2 separate regions of the Capsicum annuum genome follow, and region 2 is linked to region 1. A link is a contact called in public Hi-C data. All regions are on one chromosome and are shown on one strand. Each heading gives the region's core, a stretch centred on a gene start, on an enhancer-like site or on the middle of the called end of the contact. The rest is flanking DNA. Distances are from core to core; before and after follow the strand shown.

Region 1 (3,023 bases), core at 203-2,702:
TACGTCCATTATACATTTTCCAGGACATACAGAATAATCTTTTTTTAATGTCTTAAGAGATTTGAATTGTCAAATTATATTGACCCTACATAAATCTGTGGGTCAACTCTCCTTTAAAAACCAGAAAGTGAAAACGTCGAAGTACATCCATTTGCTGAAATTAATAGTGAACATTATCAAGTGAACCCTCCAGTAAATTAAAGGTTGTCATATTGATGTACGATTAAGAATTAAGGTACTCGTTCAGTTGTTTCCAACTATAGACCCAAAATCAGGATATAAAGTTTATGAATTCAAAATTTTAGCTTATTAGTTTCAAAGAAATAATTTCTAATTAAAATTATTAAATTCTATCGAATGTATTTCAACCAAGTTAGCTCTGTCTCTGACAACCAAAAAGGTAGACTCACATAGAGATTAAAAAATGGATCAGTATATAATTATTCAATAGAAATTTTAGGTGACCATTGTAATTCGAATTTTTACTTTAATTATTGCACGAAAAAGTAAAACAGATATATAGTTGACTAATGTTATTTCTGTTTCCCCTTTTCCCTTTCTGATGATGAAATTAGGCAACAGGAGGTAGAGAATCACTAATCCTTCTTTTCCCAATCCTCTTTTCATCTTATACTCACCGGCCATGTGAATTTTCTATATATTATTATTGCAAAGATGATACAACTCCAAGAATTCTAACATAAAATTCAAGAACACTTTGACACATGGCATACCACCAACAATTATTTCTAGGATCCTCTCGTTAAGACATAAATGGAAAATAAAAGATTTGAGAGAGAAAATATTTTAGTGTTAGAATAAAAGGTAATGACAAGTGCTCTTAGGTTTTGGTATTAGTAACATAGCTAAAATTTTTATTAGGTGAGTTCAAAATACACACGAATCAATAGATAGAGGTTCAACATTTATTATTTAACATACAAATAATTTTAATAATGTATAACTACTGTAAATTGAGTTTGGGTCTATCCCAAACTAGCTTCGCCCCTATTTAGTACATACCGACAAAAGCACAACGCCAGACGTATGGATCACTAATACTTGAGGATTCGCATCGATTATAGATAAAAGGTCAAGTCATTGCAACCGAATTTCAAACTGTACAATCAACTAATTTCTCATAATTATATAAAAGAAATGACAATTTGGGAGAATATATGTTAACAAAGGGATAAAATTAGGAAGAAGACAAAGGAACATTGATTAAAGTGGAATGAGAAGTGGGGTAGGGAACATGATAAGAAAAGATTGATTACTTGTAATCACATAGGTTTTGGGACATCTTTAATATGTTTTAAAAAATGATATTGGTTTCATAGCAACAAGGGTTGGACAGGCATATCTTGAAATCTTGTCGTGGGGCTATGATGACGAGGAGTAATAGGGGCATGTTGACGGCCCTAACGTGGCTGTATATGAAAACACGGCCGGCTTAGTGATGGATTGCCTACTACTTGTGCTATCATTCGTCCAATTCACCATTGCCCTACCTCATCATCACCCTGATGTGGCAGAACCTTTCCTGGTGTCATCTTGGATATTCCTCCCACTATCCATTTTTGGAAACAATTCAGACGTACATAACTCAAGTGTTGAAAAAATTGTCTTAAATCTCAGCCATTTCAAATATAATTTTTTCAACATAAATTATAGCGATTTCAAATTCTTCTTCTCTATAATTTTGTAGGAAAAAAAGAAGAAAGAAATTAGACCTCTTAGTTGATCTAGGTAGCATCACGCATATATTTTTAGATGATAAACTTTAACTAACTGAAGTGCTGAAAAAATATGCATAGCTAAAGTGCTGAAAAAATTATCTTAAATCTCAGTCATCTCAAATACAATTTTCTCGACATAAATCATAGCAATTACAAATTCTTCTTCTCTATAATTTTGAAGGAATAAAAAAGAAGCTAAGAAAGAAATTAGACCTCTTAGTTGATCTAAGCATCATATATATATATATATATATATATATATATATATATATATATATATATATATTTAGATGGTAAACTTTAACTAAGTGAACTGACCGTAGATAATATGTCATATCAAATAATCACATCAATAAGAATTTAAATTTTTTAAACTCAAATATTACCAAACAAGTAGCTTCACATTTTAGTTTTTTTTTTTTTTTGGATAATCACTAGCTTCTATTAATTTCCAATTTAACAGTTAATGTTGTTGGGTTCGAAATGGAGAGGGCGTCATGCGGATGTTATTAGTTGCAAACTATCGTAGTGATAATTCAGACGACAAAGAAAAGTATACTAAAAAAAATATTATTGATGTAATTTGATCAAGTGACCTACATATTGAAAACTAATATAAAAAAATATTAAAAACTATTGGGAGAAAACTCCCTAAACGAGACTCTTTAAACGACTACCTTGTGGATGTTATTGTGTTATGGTATGAGAAGGGAGGTCTTCTATTTATAGATGTCAAAAATCTTACCTCTAAGAAAGAGGTTAGCCAAATATAAAAAAGAATTATATTTTTTTCTTTCAGGAAAAGTAAAAGTAATTATGGTAACTTTTATTTTCCTTCTAAGAAAAAATAAAACTTAAATATAGTAAGAAAATCAGAGCAAAAACCCTAACAAATCTCCTCTTTTTGGCTTGATTTTCTTCACTTGATCCACCTTCTTCTTGTGCATGATCTTCGTTCTTCATATATATTCTTCATATATCACTGCTGTTTGACATGCTTTAAAAATTGAGCTTTTGGGTTAAAAGTATATGAGCCTTTTTGGGGTTAAAAATATTGGAGCCCTTTTGCAGGATTAAAAGTGAGCTTTATTTTCAAATATGTGACAGCAGGATTGTTGAAAATATGATTAACAATTATCTCCACATATAGCTTTTAGACATATATCTTGATTATCATCAAATTTATTGCAACTTTGTTCAACAATTGGACCATCAATTTATTAAATCGTGGGCTCTGATACCACTCGTTGGGTTCGAAATCGAGAGGACGTCATGCGGAAACTA
Region 2 (3,023 bases), core at 175-2,674, 60 kb before region 1:
AACATAGCGGAATATACTATATCCGTGAGTATATTAATTGTGAAATACATTATATCCACCCACATAATAAATGTATCGCACATATACAATATTTCTGTAGCGGAATATATTGGATATATGCACATAATAATAATAAAATATAATGTATCTGCACGCATAATAAGTGTATTGTGTATCCGCACATATTCACTATAAAACCCAAAACTATGTAATTTTCTTAAACTACCACTATGAAGGATAAATAGAGGATTGAGTTAGCTAAACCACATATATTTTTCCCTAAAAGGATTTATATAATGTCTTAGTCCTTCGAAATTCAAACACTAATTATTGACGAGTCATTTCGTTATTTCATGAGATGAAATTGAACAAGGGTTCCCCACAAGTCTTAAATTTGAACAAATAAATGTGATACGTTAGCTTCATGTTTATGAATTCATTGAAAAAATGTTATTCACAATTTCAGATTGATTCATGCTCTCTTAACAACAAATTAAAGAAAATCTTGACCTCAGATATAACAAATCTTTGACAGCTAACGCGCTGCCTGGACCATTCTTTTAAGCACTCAAAAGATAAATCTGAAAAACGTGGACAACTTAATTAGGTTGGGAGGTGGGTGTTCCGTGTAGAGATCTGGGATGGAATCCAGCCTCCGTCTGTCAATTACATTTCCTGTGTGGTTTATGAGCTATTGCACATTGACCAATTACTACAAAATGTTCATCCGAAGGGTAGAAGTTGTGGCAGAGGTTGTGAATGTCCCTCGGGTTCTAAATTCTTTGATTTAAAATGGAATCTCATTTATATCCACGTAAGGAATGCAAAAAAAAAATTAAAATTGTAGACTAGGATGTAGTAATCTCAATTCCCTTTCTATCTACAATGTCCCTACCTTTTTTTGTTAATAATAGAATCATGAAAGCCCAAGATTGTCACTATTACATTTTTCTAGGCATACACAATAACAACGTCCAATAATGTCACTAACAATAATGAGAGTTACCATGCTAGTTCAAACGACGTGATGTTGACGAGACGATAAACCGTATTTTATACGAAATATATATAGCCTTATACTCGAATTTGTGATCCTTTTTATATATACATATGCATGCATATTCGATCCATCCCCGGTGAAAGGCACGCTAAGGGTTTAGTGAGCTAACAATATTGCTCATATATATCAATAATACAATTAAATTCGCGGTATTGCCTCAATCACAAGCTTGTTAAAGAAGTACGAACTGTTCAAAGATGTCAAGAAGTTCCAAATAATGTGTTGAATTCATGAAAAGAGAATGTGTCTATGGGTAGAATTTTGAACTTTTTGATGATTGGGACGTAAGGCTAAAGGTTCATGTTAGAGTATATATAATCACTAATTGCTTGTACTAATGAAGGACTAGTGTATGATTTAGAATAGATGATTGATGACTCGTCATATTTCCACCATATTAATCAAACATTTCCCTTTCATCGTGTTGCCTTTGTAGTCAATGCAAATGATAAGTTCGGTTGCGTCCTAAAATGAAGAAAATATATACATGTTCCATGACCACATTTGATTTGGCTAATGTGTCTATAAATATATGCTTGACCAAAAATTCTGTAGTGGAAATTCAATTATGGAGGTGAACAAATGTGTTTTGATAGTAACATTTCCAATTAATTATTAGTGGTAACTAGACATCTTCGCTTTCACGAATGAAACAACGAAAACTTAAGCAAATCTTGGGGTTTTGTTTCTTTATACTCCCTTTTGACTTGTAAGTTATTCCATATTAATATGACCAATGACCATGTTCACATCAAAGAATTATACTCTATTAGTCATCTCCCTTTCAATTATTTAGCTTTATAACAATAATTTTCTAATTTTCAAAACATCCAAGTAATCCTTGGACCACGAACGCACCTATATATGATTATATGTATTCGTCGTGACCTGAAATGAATTGCGTGTATCATATGACGATTGACCTATCTAATTTTGCACGCGATTTCCCATATCAAATCTTTGATATTTGACTAGATTTTTTCATTTTGAATTATATTAAAAGTACTAAAAATCATGCATATTTTTCTGTAATTAGAAAATTTTGAAATTATTTGCATATCGCATGATCACCAACCTATCTAATTCAGTACACAATTTCCATATCAAATATTTGACATTTTACTAGATTTTGCCGTTTAGAATTACATGATAGTGCTACAAATCATGCAAATTCTTCTGTAGTTAGAAATTTTTTGAAATTATTAAAGAAAACATGATTGATTTCCTCAATAACACTCCTAACAAATGGCTGTTTTGGGGGTGGGAGTGCCTTCTTTGCTTTGCAGGGTGTGGAACATGTAAGGTACACAGATATCAAAATAAATGCAAAAGAAACACACTTTTCTAAACGAAATTTTAATACTGTATCACGTTTTAACGAAATTTTAATACTGTATCACGTTTTTTTGTGGGGGCGCGGGGGGGTGGGGGGTGAAGGGATATAAATATTAAAGATTTGTGTGAAAGAAAATAAAAGTTCGCATGTTATGTTTCCTATACGGACATCCTGATTTATCACGATGGACCTACAATCATTAATGAAGTTAGAGTATTGAATATTATTTTTACAAAATATTAGCTACTTCCATACCAATGTAAAGAGCTTAAATAATTTCAAAAATATGAATCGTAAATAATATTACATCTGAAATGGGTCAAACAAGCCTACATCCATCTGGGATTGACCCGGTTAAAACCCGGACACAATGGCCGGGCAGGACTTGGATAGGCTGGTTGGGAGGTTCAGGTAGGGAGCTGGATTGGCCCGATGCACTAACCGAGGTGCAAGCCTGATTCTTGGCTCACTAGCCCGGTGAGTAAAATTTCTTTTCAAAGAATTTTGGCATTTTCCAACGATCAATAAACAACTATTTTTACAAAATGGCCGCTGAACAGACTTTTGTAAAATAATTATTTTATTTGTTTGAAACTAAAGAAACTTGAATAATCAGCTAAAATTGTC

Evidence for each region. A called contact is a pair of places that touch in the nucleus more often than the background predicts.
Region 2: a contact with region 1 is called in a Hi-C map of bud, with 1.9 times the contacts expected there. The contact joins two enhancer-like sites. A contact is called at or near these places in 3 of 5 Hi-C or Micro-C datasets (bud, leaf and placenta).

What each region holds. Positions count from the first base shown.
Region 1 is chr1:151,318,765-151,321,787 of UCD10Xv1.1, reverse strand. No RefSeq gene overlaps it. Among protein-coding and RNA genes, the nearest start is that of LOC107854914, 8.7 kb to the right of the region's middle. Within about 2 kb of position 1,452, at least 4 of the 5 cell types and tissues checked have an H3K27ac peak or open chromatin away from gene starts, as enhancers often do. A contact at or near this core is called in bud, where this site is marked.
Region 2 is chr1:151,379,087-151,382,109 of UCD10Xv1.1, reverse strand. No RefSeq gene overlaps it. Among protein-coding and RNA genes, the nearest start is that of LOC107854914, 69 kb to the right of the region's middle. Within about 2 kb of position 1,424, at least 4 of the 5 cell types and tissues checked have an H3K27ac peak or open chromatin away from gene starts, as enhancers often do. A contact at or near this core is called in bud, where this site is marked.